3 separate regions of the Sus scrofa genome follow, and regions 1 and 2 are each linked to region 3. The links are chromatin contacts, called in public Hi-C and promoter capture Hi-C maps. All regions are on one chromosome and are shown on one strand. The core of a region is the stretch at or near the end of the contact, and the rest is flanking DNA. Distances in the headings are between cores, read along the strand shown. Region 1 overlaps LOC106504496 (a long non-coding RNA gene). Region 2 has its middle 40 kb from the start of AKAP13. Region 3 overlaps AKAP13 (A-kinase anchor protein 13).

The links. Promoter capture Hi-C pulls out the DNA fragments that hold promoters and counts their contacts. Hi-C and Micro-C count contacts between places; a contact is called where the count stands out from the background.
Region 1: a Hi-C map of heart right ventricle shows a contact between it and region 3, with 2.9 times the contacts expected there. The contact joins two enhancer-like sites. A contact is called at or near these places in 4 of 47 Hi-C or Micro-C datasets (embryonic fibroblasts, fetal heart ventricle and heart right ventricle).
Region 2: a contact with region 3 is called in a promoter capture Hi-C map of liver, with 4 times the contacts expected there. The contact joins two enhancer-like sites.

Annotation. Positions count from the first base shown.
Region 1 is chr7:87,825,502-87,828,452 of Sscrofa11.1, forward strand. LOC106504496 (a long non-coding RNA gene) reads right to left here. Exons shown (of 4, transcript XR_002345980.1): 3 at 1,830-1,874; 4 at 1-1,367. Among named protein-coding and RNA genes, the nearest start is that of SV2B, 60 kb to the left of the region's middle. Within about 2 kb of position 1,645, at least 10 of the 83 cell types and tissues checked have an H3K27ac peak or open chromatin away from gene starts, as enhancers often do.
Region 2 is chr7:87,847,917-87,850,762 of Sscrofa11.1, forward strand. No RefSeq gene overlaps it. Among named protein-coding and RNA genes, the nearest start is that of AKAP13, 40 kb to the right of the region's middle. Within about 2 kb of position 1,470, at least 73 of the 83 cell types and tissues checked have an H3K27ac peak or open chromatin away from gene starts, as enhancers often do. A contact at or near this core is called in liver, where this site is marked.
Region 3 is chr7:88,070,267-88,072,966 of Sscrofa11.1, forward strand. It overlaps AKAP13 (A-kinase anchor protein 13), which reads left to right. Exons shown (of 38, transcript XM_021099912.1): 7 at 1-718. Among named protein-coding and RNA genes, the nearest start is that of AKAP13, 180 kb to the left of the region's middle. Within about 2 kb of position 1,350, at least 30 of the 83 cell types and tissues checked have an H3K27ac peak or open chromatin away from gene starts, as enhancers often do. A contact at or near this core is called in liver, where this site is marked.

The sequences.
Region 1 (2,951 bases), core at 395-2,894, 240 kb before region 3:
CAGCAGATGGCAGAAGAGAACTGAGTCAGGAAAACCAGCCTGGGTATTTCAATACTCTCAGTGAACCAAGTGAAAGTATTCACACCTTAATGTGCAGGCTGAAGTAGCTCTAGATGTTGATTTTCACGATTGTCATTGACCTTTCCTAATAAAGTTGGGTCTGGAAGGTCATGAGGACAACCACTGTATCAAAAATACCATGTCGCTGAGACTCACTTATTCAAGAACATTCGATCCCTGAGCATCTCCAAGATACTAGAGACACACAGAGGAATACAAAATACTCCTTGCCCCTAGGGAGTTCACAGGCCTACCCAAAATCAAACAAGGAGATGACAGCTTGCATTTGGCAGGACTGGACTATAACGGCAGCAACTGCCTGAATGTGATAGGATGGCAGGTTTGGATTGCCTGCTTCAAACCATCTTAGAGACATAGTCTTGCCTCTCCAGCCCCACTGTCTCTATTCAAGTCCAGCTCATCCTTTCTGGCCCCAACTACTGCAATAACCTCCTAAGAGAACCCCTCTCTGGTCCTAGTTTTACATCAATTTCATCCTCAGGGTAATCTTTCCAAAATGCAAATGTGGTTCTATCATATACTGTCTACATAAAAAGATTTAATGACTCATTGTCCTCATAATTAGACCCATGCACTTAATATTCCTTATAAGGCCTTTTGTGATCTGACCTCTGCTTTCCTCTCCTTTTTCTCTCCCCCGCTCCTCTGCAGTCTCTCGGTTTCCCAAAAGGTTTTATCCCTGGCTGGTTTTAGCCCAAGTTGTTTTTCTCTCTGCCTAGAATATTTTAAAATGAAAACCCATGCCCCTCTGACCAGCTATTCTCCTTAATCCTGCTAACTAGAATTTATTCTTCAGGTCTCAGATTAGATGTTATTTCCTTTGATAAACTCTCCCTGATGGTACAAGACTGGGTTATTCAACCCTCCTGGGTACACCCATAGCACTCTTTACTTCCATCATCCTTGCATTTGTCATATTTCCTCATACTAGAAAAATGTGTATCTTCCCTCTGACTACTATAAGCTCCCTAAGGATAAGGTCTCCCTTTTGTTCAACAATGTATCCCCATTTCTTAGCACAGCTCCTGGTATAGAACAATACACAATCAAAATTAATTGAGTAGATGAATAAACAAATCATAAAACGCAATTGGTACTGTTCAAGGAATCATAAGATTCTTGGGCATGAGATTTTAGTAGAGAAGGTCTTCCTGTGTATGTCAGTCACAGTCCCTTTCCATCAAGTTGTCAACCATACATGCTCAAGACACGTTGTTTTAGCACAGATAACATGAAGATGTGGAGAAGATCACCTAATCCATCTTTTCACTTACAGCAGAGAAGTTCTATGGAACAAACAAAAAGCAAAGACTTTAACAAAGGGACTTTTTTAAACAAACAGCAAAGACTTTAACAAATGTTTCCTGCACAGTAAAGGGAACACACAAGGCTTGGTGAGGCATCTGGAGATTAGCAATGCTGAGAAGCTTTACTACCCCTAGGGCTTCTCCAGACAAGAGGAGGAAATACTGTTTTTAGAGCCCAGTGAGAGCAGGAACCATGGAGGAAGGGCTGTCTAGCAGGAGTTGTACTTATGGCAGGATGCAACAACAGCCACAGGACGCTAAAGCCGGAAGAGAGAACAAACACCCAGTTCTCTTTTTATCCCACCCTCCTTCTCCTCAACCCGCCTGGATGACCTGAAAGCAAGTTGGCAATGGACCCTGGGTTATGCAGTCCAGAGGACTCAGCATGGCAGAGCATGAATCTGGAAGGGGAAGAAAACAAAGAATAGCACACATTCTTACCTAAACCAGCATCTGTGAGAGCAGAACTGTTATCTTCCCTGTGTCCTGGGGGATATGTGATTAAAGAGAAAATACAGAAGTTTAGTGTTTAATTTTTGTGATCCCTAAATACTTTAAAAAAGCAAAGAAGCCCAGAAATAAATATAAAAGACCCTCACCTACCAACAACCCAGATATAACACATGAACTTTTTGTCATGACTGTTTCAGAGTTAATGCTCTTGTTTAAGGGGAAAAAAATCATCACTAAAGTGGTATGTATTCCTCCATTCACAATTTTGCTAAATATATTTGTATCTATGAACAATATATAACATTGTTTTGTATCATTATGCAATTCACAAAATGGTCCCATACTGTGTATGTCCTTTTGAATCTTATTTTATATGGTCAGCACAATGTTTCTAGCATTTATTTGTGTTGATACATATAAATCTGGTTTGTTTTTACTTCTATGTGGTTTTCTATTGTATGAATATTTACATTTTCCATGTTACTAATATACATGAATTTATTTCCACCATTCTTATTTTGTTGTTTTATGTTTTTCTTTTCCTACCCATTTTGGTTGTTGTTGCTTTTTTTTTTTTTTTTTTTTTTTTGGAAGGGGGGTGGTAGGAGAAGGAGATTCTTTTCTGTATTTCCTCTGCTTCCTAACCATATAGGGAGTTACAGATTTTATTTATTTTCTTTTAATTTATAATCTTAATTGTTTAACATACATCATTGACCTAAAGAAATTATTAGGATATTAAACTATTTAAGCTCTTGCTTTTCCTCCCTACCTTCCATGTTATTGTTGCCTAGAATTTTAGTTCCACATATTTAACCAAAAAATAAATCATTTTAAAATTTGTTTTTGGAGCTCCTGCCTTGGTGCAGTGGGTTAAGAATCCAACCACAGTGGCTAGGTTCTCTGTGGAGGTGTGGGTTTGATCCCCAGCCTGGCACAGTAGGCTAAAGGATCTGGCATTGTTTCGCCTGCAACATAGTTCAAAGCTGCAGCTCAGATTCAATCTCTAGCCCAGAAACTTCCATATGCTGTAGGTATGGCCATAAAAAAATTTAAAAAAAATTTGTTTTTAGTCAAAGTTCAGTATATTTGTTTACATGTTTACTAATT
Region 2 (2,846 bases), core at 220-2,719, 220 kb before region 3:
TATTTGAAAGAAAGGGAAAGTGAAGGATGAGGGGGAAAGTAGACTAGAATCTTCAAGGAGAACTCCTCCACAGCCAGACTGGTTCTCAGTGCAAGCACATTGACACTGATCCCATGAGCACTCTCAGAATACTTTTGTTCCTGTTTTTCAACAACTCTACCACTCTAAGTGTGGTGTCCAGAGCAGCAGAATTGGCACCACCTGGCATCTCCTTAGAAGTGAAGAATCTCAGCCCTCCCCAGACCTCCTGACTCAAAATCTGCATTTTAACAAGATCCCCCAAGTGATTCATATGCGCATTCATGTTTGAGAAGCACTGTTCTAAGGTTTCCAAAAGGCAAAATAAAACTGCAAAGTGAACAGCTGCAAAACAGATGCAAAGCAAACCACGTGGTGTAACATATGACTTCTCCAGAGGATTTATGACCCTCTGTGGATGGTAGCTTGTAATATAGAAAACAGAAATTTGAAAGAATGTGTGCAAAAAAATCAATGTCATGTTATATCTTTTTAATTGCCCTTAAAGGGATCCACCTTGGGTTCAAGAAAATGTAGTGCTAGTACCTAAAACTGCTTCATGCACCCAATGAGGGCACAAGTATTTGGTGGGTTTTTGTTTTTGGTTTTTTCTCATAAGGAACAAAGTTAAGATTTATACTGATCTTCCATGAAATCAGGGAGTTTGATTTGATCAGTATTTCCAACACAGCATTCCATAGTACCAAAATTTTGTAACGAGAAAAAAGTCAATGTTGTATATTTTAAATAACTTAGAAAATAGACTAAGGTGACTGGATCAGTTTCAACTTAAAGTCCTCATTCAACTTACCCAGATTGATTCATTGAAGAAATATTAAGTACCTCCTAGTGTATAGCACAAGGAAATTTACTCAATACTGTGTAATAAAGTATATGGGAAAAGAATCTGAAAAGGAATGGATATATGTATAACCGATTTACTGTGCTGTACTCCTGAAATTAACATAATTTTGTACATCAACTATATTCCAATAAAATTTTAAAAAGAAAGAAAGATTAGGTCCCAGAATCTTTGCAAAGGAGAGTTTGAAGGAATGCAGCAACCAGTGCTGCAAATCATTGCCTGAGATTAGGTGCGGCAGGCAGCACTTGATAACTGAGACGAGAGGGGAACAGAGATGGGGGAGGAGTCGGACCCGCAGGACCTGGAGGGAGGAGGAGGGGGAGGAGCTCTGGATGCCCTTGTGAATGCGCTGGAGCTCGACCGTTCGGGAGGCAGGTCTAGCCGGATTCACACGCTTGCCTGCAGGACAGACCACGACTCTGCTTGTGGAAGGTTTTCCGAGGACAACGTCCCGCGATCCCGCTGCCTCTTTCCCACGGAGCTGTGGCCGAGTTTCAGTTGAACAATCCACAAGGGTCAAGACTCTGGAGAGCAGGTCTAGGAGAGGCCGCTAGAGGCCGCGCTCGGTCCCTTCCCCGAAAACCGAAAGGGCTCCAGCGAATGTGTGTTCAGCCAGCACTGTGTTCTTTCATAACCTCCGCGCTGTGCTTGCGGCTCTCTGCGAAGGCCGGAGGCAGATCAAACACCGGCCTCGAAGTCAGAGAATGCTGTAGCCCCTCCATCACAGATGGTGGGATGCTGGGTGGCCTCTTAGAGCCCTTCCTCCGACTGCCGGGCCTCTCCCCAGGACTCCCCTGGGGCTGAAAGCTTGGTCCGCTGATAACAGTCCCCTGACCCCGCTGGGATTCTGAAGCCCAGAGAATGGATTTGGAGAGAAAGCAGTGGAGCAAGGGTGGAGAGAGAAGGAACCTCAGAGCTCAGGCAGGCAGACTCCTTCCCAGCGTGGCACCTGAGCCTTGGGACTGCTCCCCTGGAGGTTGGGCCTGAGTTGACGCTACAGGAGGAACCCAAGTGGAAGAAATCAACCAATCTGGGAAATGAAGCAGAGGTTTCTAGAGGCTGCCCCGCCTAAAAGAGTGTTCAAAGGCCACTGAATTCTTAAGGTCATTGGACTTTTTTTTTTTTTTAACCTGTGACGACTCAGTCAGGACAAGGCAAGCAAGAGAAAATTGCTCCTGAAATACTTCCTGAAAAGTTCTGAACCAGTGAATCACAATCCGGTCGCAGGACAGAGAGGCACTGGCACTTCCACAGGGAAAGGAAATCACCCAATATTTGTGAGCACCCCTCCAGGCTCACAAATTTTTGCATTCAGTTGCTTAGTGCTTTTTGCATTCAGTTGCTTAGTGACCTAACAGGCCAGGGGGGCGAATATAAATATCTCCATTTCCCTGATGTCAACATCAGGACTGGGAGATGTTAAGTAATTTTCCAGGGTGGGCTGGTAACAAAGTGACAGAGCTATGATGCTTGTTTATTTGATTTAGTTTATAAATAGATTATACAGTCACATCATTCAAAATCATAAAGCCTAGAAAAATCTCTCATCCACATGACCCCCAAATATCCAGTTGCCTTCATACACAGGTAATAACTACCATCATGTGTTCCTTATTATGTAGACACTTTCAGCATTTCCTTATGCATACCAGTTAATGAGAAATATATTATTTTTGTTTGTTTGATTTTCTTGTTATTGTTGTTGTCTTTTTGCCTTTTCTGTGGCCACTCCCTCGGCATATGGAGGTTCCCAGGCTAGGGGTCGAATCGGAGCTGTAGCCACGCCACAGCCACAGCAACGTGGGATCTGAGCGTCTGCAACCTACACCACAGCTCACAGCAATGCCAGATCCTTAACCCACTGAGCAAGGCCAGGGACTGAACCCGCAACCTCATGGTTCCTAATCGGTTTCGTTAACCACTGCACCACGACAGGAACTCCCGAGAAATATATTCTTATTTT
Region 3 (2,700 bases), core at 100-2,599:
TCAGTGCCCTACAAGGCACCGTTGGGGCCAGAAGAAAGGATATGTCATATCACACCGAGGACATGCCGATCCCACCAGTCTCACTGAGCCCAGAGAAGAATATGATCCTGGGTGTGCCAGGAGCTTTACTAGACAAAGGTGTGACTGGTCTTGAGGACACCGCAATCCCAGAGCTGGAACCACTGGGCCGGGAGAAGGGGAAGGTGGAGGGAGCAGGTGGCAGCTGTAGTCTGGGCGACTCCAAGGAGGCACAGAGGGGTGAGGAAGCGTATCACATCCCGCTGCAGCCTGTTGCCAAAGATCCCCCCACAGAGACAGGGCCCCCAGGCCGTGGTGACCAGGCCCAAGGCAGGGAAAGGGGTGCTGTCCCTGTGCTCTGCGCTGTCTCTGCTGAAGTTGCGCTGCCGCCTGAGAAAGCAGGCTCTATCGAGGAGGCTGCTAGTCGTATAGTGGATGCTGTCATAGAGCGAGTCAAGGCCTCGGGAGCACTGATGACAGAGGGGAAGATCAGTCATGTGTTCCTGTCCAGTCCTTCCGAGTCAGGCCCAGAGACTGAACAGCTAGAGAGTGCTTCTCCAGGGAAGGCGCATGCTGTCCAGCCTGCGGAGACCCCACCAATGGGCAGTGTTTGCAGAGAAGCCTCTGAGAACCTTACAGGATGCGTTGCTGGAAGGGAGGAGCCAGAGAAGATTATTTCGCCTGTCCTGGGATCTGGGCCACAACAGGTAAGCACAGCAGAAAATAAAATCAACTGGTCGAGAAGCAAATTCCCTTAAGAGTCTCTGTGATATGCTGGTAAAAATATAGGTCTTTTTTGTTTAGAAGGCTTGTATTCATTAGATAGGTTGCCAGGTTACTAGTCAGCACCACTCAGAGAGGCACGTCATCTCAGGGTTGGACAGATTCTGCTTCCTGTATCCTAAACTCCTGGCTTAATTGCTTAAAGCCTATAAATGCTCTGTCTGTCACACTGGAGCAATTGTGACTTTCCTAACCTGGAAAACAGCAGCTAGATCCCAGGTGTTCTACAATGATAAAGGAATTTAGCAGATGTTTTTATTCACATGGTTTAGTCCTTTTTCTGGAGAACCACAACAAACATTGTTGAAAAAGTGTATTTTAATATCAAGCCTGAAACTCCTTTCTTTTCCTATCATTCTAGTCTCTGTCCTGAGCAAATTTAGAGTCAGAGTAGTTTCATGAACAGCTGTAAGTATCATTCTGAGCCAGTGGCCCAGCATCCCAAATGGTGGTATTAGGTCATTGGTGGAGGCTGAGGGGGAAGGGAACTCCCTCCTTTTCCTGCCTGAGGAGCAGACCTCCAGTTCCATTGCCTGTTGCTCTTGGGCAGCAGTCTGGGAATTCAGGACCCTGCACAGCACAGGGGATAGGATGCAGGATTTCCGCCCAAGCCTAGTCTGCTGAGCTGCTGTCACAGGGCAGACGTTGTGTCTGCTTATCTTGGTGAAGCAGCTGCACCGAGCAGATTGCTCACACAGCAGCCTGTTCCATCTATGGGTAACCATGTCCAGAGAGAGCGAAAAGAAACCACTATTGCTCAGTGGAAATAAACGATCTGAATAAAACTTCTTATTGGGGGTTGAGGCTGAAGCTCAAACTGGAGTCTGACTCGGTATTGACTCCTGAAGTCGTTCAAGGTCAGTTTGATTAACACTTTGAGACCACCACCTGTTACCAGGTATAGTCAGAGGACCTATCTCCATGCTTGCCCTAGGCTCTTGTAGGTAAGAAACCTATTTTATTCTTATTGTTTGTTTTTGCTGTTCTAATTTTTGAAAACCCCTTTACTGTAGTATGTGTTAAGAATGTGGGGGTGGGACATGTAGAGAAATGAACAAAAAGAATAAGGAAAGAAGTTGGTTTTGAAAAAGAGCAATTTAAACACAGTGGTCATTTTTGCTGATAAAGGGTTTTTAACCACTTATAATCTATTTTTCTAGTTGAGGGATTTCAGAAACCTAGCAGTATTTTTAGTGACTTTAGGCTTTCTGTTTTATTAATGTTTTGGATTGTTCGTGACAGAAATTTGTTGGCCGCTCTCTCAGAATTTAAACAAGAATATCTCTAATTTTTAAAATAAGGCACAACAACAAGTCTATTTTGGGGGCCCTGGCAGGTTGACATTTTAGAAGAATGGGAGTGGCTGTAAGCTGATGCCTGGCTATGTTCTTTTCATTTGGGTGCTGCGTCTTTGGCCACATGGGCTGGAATTATTTCTCTTTCTGGCTCTGTAGTCAGATTAACCCAAGGAAGTACGAACTGTATAAGGCTTGTGTCTAGAGGTACCTTATGAAAAAAGACAGAAACCAGGAAGTTTTTAGACTTTGATTTTTTAATAGTCCACAATACAGTAATGATGCAAAGAAATTATTTTTAAGATTTTAAGGTTTTAGGAAGGAGAATGAGAAGAAAATCAAGTTTCAACAGTATCTCTGGGTTTGGGGTTGGCTCATATGTGTGGGCGAGTTACTTCTTCTGCTATGAAGAGTCATATGTGCTCTGTGCTTATGGCTTCAAAGAACAGGGAGAAGTAGCCAGTGATGAAGAAATTGGTGCTTTCTTCAGAAAATAGCCAGGATTGGGGAAAGACCCCGGTCACATTGCCCTCGAGAAAAAGCACCTGAGTGTGATCTCAGACTAAAGGGTGTTTTCTAGAAAGTTCACATTTCATTCATGAAT